Regions from separate parts of the Triticum aestivum genome. Here region 1 is linked to region 2. The links are chromatin contacts, called in public Hi-C maps. All regions are on one chromosome and are shown on one strand. The core of a region is the stretch at or near the end of the contact, and the rest is flanking DNA. Distances in the headings are between cores, read along the strand shown. Region 1 holds the start of LOC123163909 (auxin-responsive protein SAUR36). Region 2 holds the start of LOC123165779.

Region 1 (5,106 bases), core at 195-2,694, 430 kb before region 2:
GCTTGTTGGTAGAAGCAGAGCTCAGGGACAAGAAACCACACTAACATTGTTTGGCAAGGTTTAAACTTCTGTTATAACTCCTAAAGAGGTCTTCAGTAGAGTTGTAACATGACATGGGAGCCCATTTAACTAATTAAACTTATCGTGTACAGTAGTAATGAAAACTCTTAGTGCTAAAATCAAGTAGTATAATGCATTTGAAATTGATCATTGTTGGAAGTTACAAGGTCATGGGCAATGAATAGAGCGGGATTGCATGTTTACAGAGTTGTAGAAAGTTCATTGACATCCTATGGAATTTAGACACCCATACTATCAGGATTAAGAAATGAAGAGGCAGATGTGAAGCTGTTTGTGATTAATGTCTTCCTAATCTAAATATGCTGTGATATTGTTATGGCAACTAGAACACCACAAGGTTCTTGTGTATCTGAAACATAGTACAATCAAAGGGAAATGTGGTTTACTGGTTAATTGTATCACCCAAGGGCAGATCGAAGCTGCAAGTTAACTGTCGGCACATTTCTATACTACACACCATTCTAGAAAATATGATGATAGCTGAATCATCTTGAGCCAATCACATAGCACCTGAAACAAAAAGGGGCAGGAGGGAAATCAGCAAAAGCAACATAAAATGCTTTTGTAAAAAAAATAACTGGAAAAACAAAAGCTGCAAAATAACGCACAGAAGGGGCAGCAAGTTAGTAAATATGTTTATTACCTAATATAAGGTACGTTGCTTCAAACACAATTCTCAGTAAACTAAAGGACGGGTCCTACTATCTTGTACAGCTATCTCAAACCTGAACCCACTATCACGTACCAAGCTAGCAAAGATGGCTCCACCATGTGTGAGAGACAGTGGTCCTATGCATTTAGTCGGGAAAGTATCCAGTGCTCCCAGCCTTGGGGTACTCCCAATGCTCCAGTGTCAAAAGGAATTTTTAAATGTTTCAAAAATTTCCGGGAAAAAATGAGAATGTTCACAAGGAATGTCACTACATCACCTAAAAATTTTAAGTCCAAAATCGAAATGTAGATTGAGAAACAAAAAAGAGAGATACAGATCTGAATAGTGTCAATGTTGCTTTTGTCTCTTCTTTACACTATTCATGCTAGATTTCACATTTTTCTTTCTCAATGTGTGATTCAAGTTTGGACCTGAAATTTTTAGAGCTTGTAGGTACATTCACAGTTTTTTCGGAAATTTTTGAAACATTAAAAAAATGTTTATTAACATTGGAGTACCGGGAGTACCCCAAGGCTGGGAGCACCGGATACTTTCCCGCATTTAGTCCTGCAAAGTTGCAACCACGTACAGATAGGAACATCCCACCAAGGGAGTTCATGGTCTTGTCCCCTGACGATTTGCTATCTATGATAATTGTGGAAACGAAGATGCAGATTTCCCACCAGACCTGCCCACTATAAATATATGATCATGGCACAAACCATCGACAGAAACACACACAGACCGACTTTTTTCTCTGATCATTCCATCTCAGAGTCACAGCCCATCTCCTTGAAACAAAACAAGCAACCATGATCAGCTCCAGGAAGCTAGCTCAACTTTCCAAGAAGTGGCAGGGCATTGGCGCCATCGGGCGAAGGTTCGCAACGTCAGACAAGGATATCCACCCATCATGCAGCTCAGTCGCAGGCAAGGGCCACTTCGTCGTCTACTCTTCCGACGGGAGGCGGTTCGAGATCCCCCTGGTGTGCCTCCGCACAACAGTCTTCGAGGAGCTCCTGAGGATGTCTCAGGAGGAGTTTGGGTTCACAAGCGATGGGAGGATCACGCTGCCTTGTGATACAACGACAATGGAATATGTGATGTGTTTGCTAAGGAGAGAGGCCTCCCAAGATGTTGAGAGGGCACTCCTCAGTTCCATAGTGACGACTTGCCACCGCCCAAGCAGAGTGATGCAACCAAACAGCGGACTTAACCAGCAATTCGCTGTGCACAGCTCCTGAAAAATGAAGATCTTGCGGCTTCTTTCTTTTTTCAACTTCCATCTTTTTTTTCCCGGACGTACTTTTGGAGCACACTTCTGTGCGGCTTTTTTCCAATTGTCCCGTGGATGTACAGATGGATGCATGTAAGAATAATCACATTGTGATTTCGAATACAAGGATCAAGCTTACCACATTGAAACAATATCTAACAACTTTTTTTTTCTTTCTCATTCCCAAATGCATCTACATACATATCATTTTGTACTACAAGTAACGCCAAGACACACGTTTTAGAGTCTATACAGCGAAGGCAAAAAGGCAAAACAAACGAAGAGAAACTATATTGTTACTACTAGGTTGTAATAACATTATATTATAGGAAGAAGGGAGTACTGTTTTAGAGTCTACAATATTCTTTTATGTATGGATGCCATCAAAGAAGTGAGTTGCAATACCAAATGCTGTATGAAATTGTAAGCAAGTTGCTTGAATCAAGAAAGACCTTCCAACTGGATTTAACGTCGGAAAAAATCTGTACCAAACCAGCAGATCCAATTCTTTATACACAATTAACAAGAGGTGCTGCTTCTGTAAACCTCCTACAAAATCTGGAGCCTACAGGCTGCAGTACTGATATTTGCTAGTATACCACTGAGAAGCTCATGAAGTGACTGACCTTCATAAGTTTCAAATAAGAAAAATGAGCTTCATCATCCAAGGAAGCCCCTGCGGAACATCCTAAGTAACCTACTTCTGCAGTATGCATGTATCCAACCATCTAACCACCACGTCTCAGCTAGGACCTCTGCAAGGACCACGAGTGCATGCGCCAACTGCAAATTGGCCCAGTACTATCCAATTTAAATCACATTGCCTCCATTGTAGCGAACAATGCATGCATAGACTCATGGCCTTGTTTGCTCACCAACTACTGTCATTGATTACTACGCGTAAGTCATGGACCATTTGTTCACCTACCAGATATACATTAGATTCACAACCAAGGAATATCCTCATTTCATCCATAGAATAGCATTCCAAATACGAAAAGCCTAGATCTGATAATACGATGTGTTTATCTTCAGTCCGTTCCCTCCTAAACCATAACAGGAACAAATTCTTTTAGCTTCTCAACAGAAAAATGCTTAAGCACAACAAACCACATCGATGACAAATTACTTGGCAAGGTTTAAACTTATGTTCAGATCTTAACCGTTGATCCTTCCTGAAGAGTATCACCTGAAGCCATGTGACCAATAAACCCTATAGTGGTATGGTAATAAGCACAGGATTGGGCTGCATGCATACAGAGCCATTGGGAAGTTTGACAAAATCCTGTGGAATTTAAACACCCTAGACTAGTGGTAGAAACATAGCTGTATTTATGTATGTAAGTAATTGGTGTTTTTTAAGTCTTAACCTAATAACAGTAGTACTGCTTGGCCAACCCCCCAAGGTTCCTGACTCCAAGCCTATAGGAGAATCTAAGCGGAAATACGAGTTTTTGTATCAGCTGAAACCTGAATTAAAAGGTTTAAATAGGAACATGGAACCTCTAGTTTGCTCAGATTATTGTATTACATTTACATGATCCACCTTTCTACAAGATGTGGTGATAGTTAAGTCATCTTGAGTCAATCACATGACACTTGCAGCGAAAGGGAGATGAGGAAAATCAGTAAATGCAGCAGAGTAACTTATCTAAGATTTCCTGAAATCGTAAGATGGCGGAATGATGCAATGCACCTCATGTTAAGATAACACTGAACATGCGCAATGCAAAATTAATCAGGCACGCAAAAACTAAATAATAGCATATAAAAGGGCCAATATGTCAGTAAATATATTCATTATCTCAAATCAAGCTAGTTAAAGGGCTGTACCCAAAACTTTGTACCGCTGTGTGCGCATGTTAAAGCTCAACCAGCTGTGATGATGAATTATGCACTTAGCCAGCAAAGATGGCTCCACCATGTGAGAAAAATGGTCCTGGGCAACAAATCTTGCAAGTTGCAACCACAGATAGCAACATCACACCAAGGGAGATCATGGCGTTGTCTCTGGAACACTTGGTCTTTGTGATAGTTGTACAAGATTCAGACCCTACCATGACACACGCGCCCTATAAATACATGATCATGGCACAAACCATGGCCACACACAAGCTGACCTTTTTTCTCTGATCATTTCTTCTCAGAGACACATTCCATCTTCAAAATCAAAACAAGTGATCATGATGAGCTCCAAGAAACTAGCTCAACTTTCCAAGAAGTGGCAAGGAATCAGTGCCATCGGGCGAAGAAGGGTCACAACAACGGACAAGGATGTGCACCCATCCTCCAGCTCAGTTGCAGGCAAGGGCCACTTCGTTGTCTACTCCTCCGACGGGAGGCGCTTCGAGATCCCCATAGCGTGCCTCAACACGATGATCTTCGGGGAGCTCCTGAGGATGTCGCAGGAAGAGTTTGGGTTCACAAGTGAGGGGAGGATCACACTGCCATGTGATACGACAATGATGGAGTATGTAATGTGTTTGCTCAGGAGAGAGGCCTCTGAAGATGTTGAGAGGGCGCTTCTCAACTCCATTATAACGACTTGCCACCATCCAAGCAGAATGATGCAAGCAGCCACTGGACTTCACCAGCAATTTGCTGTGCGCAGCTCCTGAAGAGTGAACATCTCCAGATTTTTCTTCCTGTTTTTATGTTCCATCTTTTTTCCCGGTTGTACTTTTGGAGCACACCTTTTGTGCAACGTTTTTCCAAGGGTGCCGTACTGTGGATGTACAGATGGATGCATGTAAAAATAATCACATTGTGATTAGAAGAAGAAAGAATCAAGTTTAGCCCATTGAAACAATATCTAGTGCTACTACTGCTAGTGTAGTTTCTGGACTGTATTAGAGAGGCCACCACAGAAGCCAACTAGGAATCACATGAAGATACTAAGAACTGGATGGCATGTGAGATGCTGGAAAATATCAAAATAATCAGACCACAAGGTGCAATGGCCGTATGAAATTGTTGAGCAAGTTGCCTGAACAACCAACAACCTTCCTAACCGGATTAATGTCTTTTTTTAAGTAATGTACCCAACTAGCAGACCCAATCCTCTATACACCATTAACAAAGGATGTGCTTCGGTAGG
Region 2 (4,826 bases), core at 714-3,213:
ACAGAGATCTTCTATATTATCGCCCACAGGTTGGTTTGTTGAACTGTTTGCCCTGACGAGCACAGAATTCACAAAAAAGACCGTATGGGCTGTCTATAATGATCGCACACAATTCTGATTATCGACCTGTTTGCCGGATATCACACACATCTTGTTACACCGAATCGTTTGTGTTCACCTCAATCATCGCAAACAGTTCATCAGAGTGAACTGTATACCGTATATCGCACACACCTTGATCTGGCTACCCGTTTCTGTTGTTCTGTCTCATCGTAAACAGTTCGTACAGATCAACCTTATGCCCCTCATCACACATGCAACTAAAATTTGAACCGTGTTTGATGTATCATTCATCGCAAACATTTTGCATCTTTTTTGACGGGTTTTTTACATCACAGTTTGTGATTAATGCATCGCACACAGTTTCGTCAAAGGGTCTTTGATCGTAGTGTCGCGTTAGCAGCATCCTGCAGTAGTGTGATATTCCTATTGCTTCGCGATATGTTACAGAAACCCGAGGCGAGATTTATCAGCATCGCCGTGAATCAACAACTTGTTCACTATGTCAATTTCTCCGTCGCCAGTTTTGTTCTCTTTTCTTGTTCCCGTGTCCTGGCATCCCTATGATCAAATCACACTGTGTCTGGCCAAACGATGATGGAAACTGTAACACTGAGAGGGCCCCAAGAATATCTCTCCATCGTCGGAGGAGCAAATCCCAATCTTGAGCTATCTAGTCCGTTGTCATACTTTTTCGTGAACCCATAAGCCGCTGTAGTAGCCACCGTGCTACAGATGACGTTTAATAAACCCCAAAGTTCAGGAAGCAAGTATGAAGGAACTCGATACTCTCATGCTCAAGGAAATTATGCAAACGTTTAACTTTCTTTGTGTTATAAACCGTTAACTTTTGATGAATGTATCTCATAGTATAACAACAGTTGGGTCTGTTCAACAGAAGTGTTCTTCTACCATCGTGTCCTTAAAGTTGCCGACATTCTCATGGATCCCAATAATTCGGTTTTTGTTTTTTCTTTAGTTTTTGTTACTTCTTTCATGGTTTCATCAGTTTTGTTTTTCTTTCTCATTTTCTTTTTTTGTTTATCTTCATTTTCAACGATTTTCTTTTCTTTTTCTTTGTTTCTTTATCGATTTCACTTTTTTCATTCTTTTGCACTTGTTTCTTCGGTTATTCTTTTTTTGGTTTCCTTTGTTTCTTTTTTGGGCTTCATTATTATTTTTCTTTGTTTCATTATCTTATTCTACATTTTCAAATGTGTCAAGAACATTTTTCTAATACACCCCAACATTTTTCGAAACACAAGTTTATCATTGTTGAATACATGACCAACATTTTTCTATACATATTTTAAACATTTTTCAAATGCTTGATTAATATTTTTCCAGTACAAGAATACATGGCAAACATTTCTGAACATATTTTTGAACATTTTCAAAAGCTTGATTAACATACCACGCAAAAAATGCTTGAATAAAAGTTTTTGAAATACAAGATTAACATTTTTTCAATACAAGGTCAACATTTTTTTATACACAATTAACAATTTTCAAATGGTTGATTAACATTTTTTTCAAATGGAAGATTAATATTTTGGAAGACATGGTCGAAAAAATTTCTATACAGTTTTAACATTTTTCAAAAGCTTGATTAAATAATTTAATACACATTTTAACATTTTTTCAAATGCTTGATTAACATTTTTTTCATACACATTTTTTTGTATAGATGCGAAACATTTTCTCTATAGACATTTAATATTTTTCAAATACTTGGTTAGCATTGGTTCCAAATGTTTTAATGTAATTGTTTTGTTAATATATTTATTTATAACGTACAAAGGTAAAAGAGTAAAGCAGAAAACGAAAACTAAAAACGTGAAAAAGAAACAATAAAATGTGGCTGTCGTCTCCCGTGCGCTTGGGCCCGCCCAATGCCGTGAATGCTAGTGGGCATTTTGGTCGCTACAGCCGAAGCAAGCCCAATAGTCTCTCTTGTCCCGAGTCCTTCGCCTGAGCCGCTGAACCCGAACCGATCCATTTTCACTCTCTAAACCCTACGCCCTCCTCCGCCGCCGCATCCGGCCACCCTTCGCCGCCGCATCCGGCCATGGGTAGCAGGCTGGGCCGCCGCGTGCTCCACTTCGCCAACCTCCCCATCAAGCTCATGCTCCCCCCAGCGCCCCTATCCTCCGTCCAGGAGTTTGCTGTCAGGACCGTCCCCTCCGCCTCCAAGGTCGACATCCGCCGCTGTCTCGAGTCCGTCTACGGCTTCAACATCGCCGAAGTCCGCACCCTCAACATGGAGGGCAAGAAGCACCGCCGGGGGCCCTTCCTCGCCGCCAAGCCAGACTACAAGAAGGCCTACGTCACTCTTCAGGCCCCGCTCTCCGTTTCCCCCGACATCTTCCCCATCGGCGCGATCCTCGGGGAGAGGGAGCGGAAGGCCAGCGCAGCCGCCGCGAGGAGGAAGGTCGTGGAAGGGGCAGAGGTCGAGGGGGAGAGGGAGGGGAAGGGGAAGCATTGGATGGAGGACGAGAGGGAGGGCTTCTCCAGGGCCGGATGCGGCAAGATCGTGTATGGGAACCCTGGGAGGTTGGGGAACAAGAGGAGGGGACGTGCCAGGGCGAATGAGCAAGCTGACGAAAAGGGGGGAAACTTCCCGTGGAACGGGATGGGGCTGGCTACCGAGAAACCTGCTAGGTGAGGACTCTGGATCTCTCTGTCTTTCTTGATCAAGTCATTATGCACAGCTCGTTTCAATAAGACAATACTATTATTCTGTCAATGCGAAAGAGGAGAATTTCTAGGCTTTTCTACCGTCAGAGAACAATTCTGGTGCTTCGTTAGTCTAGAGGAAATCAGGATGGTAATGGTAGAGGCAGTGCCAAATGCCTGTGCACTTACTAACTTAGTATGTTGCGGTCATAGAGTTATGCACTCCGATGAGGTTTTCTAATTCATACCGTTGAGTAGTTATGCGCTACTCAAACTTCCGCAGCTTCTTCGATGATTTCGCCCTATGGCTCAACGGTATGATGAACAATCTAGCAGTACTTGGTGATTAGCTGCAGGAAGAAGCCTCGGAGAAATTTCTCTGGGCTGTCTCGCCGCACTACTCGCATGTCGCCCTCTACATAGACCCCGTTTGACCACTCTGCACTCTCCATCGAGGAGCTGACGAGATGGTTCAACACGGCAGAGGTACGACACAGGCTGGATGGATCTAGCCAGGGCGGCAACTGCCTCGTGCTAGCTGAGGAGCAGTAGGTTGTGCGATAGTATAGGTACATTCAAGGCGGGTTCTCTGGCAGCAGCAACACCTCAGGCAACAATAGCTCTTGCCGTGGTGGTGGTGGTGGTGGAGGGTGCTCCCGCGCTAAGTTCAGCGCCGGACGCAAAAGCCAAGGTCAGCCGAGTAGCAGCGGCCGCGATAAGTGTCGCTATTGTGGAAAGCTAGGCCACTGGGCAAGTGATTGCCGCAAGAAGCAGGAGGAGGCTCACCTGGTGTAGGCCGACGAAGTCGACGCTGCTGCTGCTGCTGCTGCTGCAGGAGTGCACAACACACCTTGCCACAACAGCGCAAAGTCCTGCCATGGTAGCGGAATCGCCCAAAACATTGCAATGACAACATCCTTATCAACAGTCATCGCGGTAGGAAATCCTGCCATGGCATGGCTTTTGCCCCGAAAGGCTGCAATGGTAGCAATCGTGCCCAATGTTGCCATTGCAGCAACTCCGTTCCAGCTGCCATGGCAGAGTACGAGCGCCTCTTCCTCAATGAAGAGTGAGCTCGCATCAAGCTTCAGCATGCCCCTGGTGACGTTGATGTGCCCTGGTACCTCGACATCGGTGTGTCAAACCAAATGACTGTCAACGTGTCTGTCTTCGTCAGACCACATGAAGCAGTATGGTGATGGGCACGGTGAAGTTCGGCGAGGACTCTATGGTGGAGGTATGTGGACAAGGCATTATCTTGTTCGCCGCGACGGGTAGCCACCACTGCGAATTAAAGAACGTGTATCGAATTTCCCGTCTGGAGAGCAACATCGTCAACATTGGGCAGTTTGACGAGATTGGATACTCGACGCACGTGGAGCATGACGGTGCACGGTCCGCAAAAGAACCTCCTTGCCAAGGTAAAGTGTCCCCTAAGCACATGTACACCATTCATCTTTGACCAATGGGGAAGCTGGGATTGGCTGCGAGGAGCAGACCTACCTGCAAGCACATCCTTCACATGTCACAGTCAAGTAAGTACTTGGCACCCAGCACACCCGAGGAGACGCACTAGATGTCGCGGAGGACCAGGGAGAGGTGCCTGGCATGATAATATCTCCTGGCAGAACGTTGTCATGTTGGTAGAAAAGGTTGCTATGGCACTTGTTTCATGCGGAAGCACTGTTGTTGATCGGTTTCGCCCAAGAATGCTGCCATGGCAGCATGGCGACAGTGACTGCCGCGACTATTGCCACGACAACAAGAAGCGGCTCCACGGCAACCCTTTCGCCCTCACTGGTTAATATGGTAGACCTCGACACGGCAACCCTTTCTCCCCAACTGGTTAACATGGTAGACCTCGACTCGGCGAATTTATCTTTTGGCATGCCACCCTCGTCGTCGCCGGCAAGTATGCACTTGATGACCATGCGCTCATGACGGTATTGTGCAACCCAATATGCAGTTCAACTACAATGTCCCGCCGGATGATGGAGAGCTGCACCTCGTGGCCGAGCAGCACACGGCCTAACTACACGCCTTGGATGAGGAGACGACATCCATTGAGGAAAAATGCGTGGCTCCTCATT

The links. Hi-C and Micro-C count contacts between places; a contact is called where the count stands out from the background.
Region 1: a contact with region 2 is called in a Hi-C map of leaf, with 6 times the contacts expected there. The contact joins the promoter of LOC123163909 here to the promoter of LOC123165779 in region 2. A contact is called at or near these places in 2 of 5 Hi-C or Micro-C datasets (both in leaf).

The regions. Positions count from the first base shown.
Region 1 is chr7D:265,937,570-265,942,675 of IWGSC CS RefSeq v2.1, reverse strand. It overlaps LOC123163909 (auxin-responsive protein SAUR36), which reads left to right and starts at 1,444. Exons shown (of 1, transcript XM_044581315.1): 1 at 1,444-2,152. The coding sequence starts at 1,546. The coding sequence ends at 1,977. It overlaps LOC123163910 (a long non-coding RNA gene), which reads right to left. Exons shown (of 5, transcript XR_006482074.1): 3 at 468-591.
Region 2 is chr7D:265,511,847-265,516,672 of IWGSC CS RefSeq v2.1, reverse strand. It overlaps LOC123165779, which reads left to right and starts at 1,963. Exons shown (of 2, transcript XM_044583511.1): 1 at 1,963-2,721. The coding sequence starts at 2,129.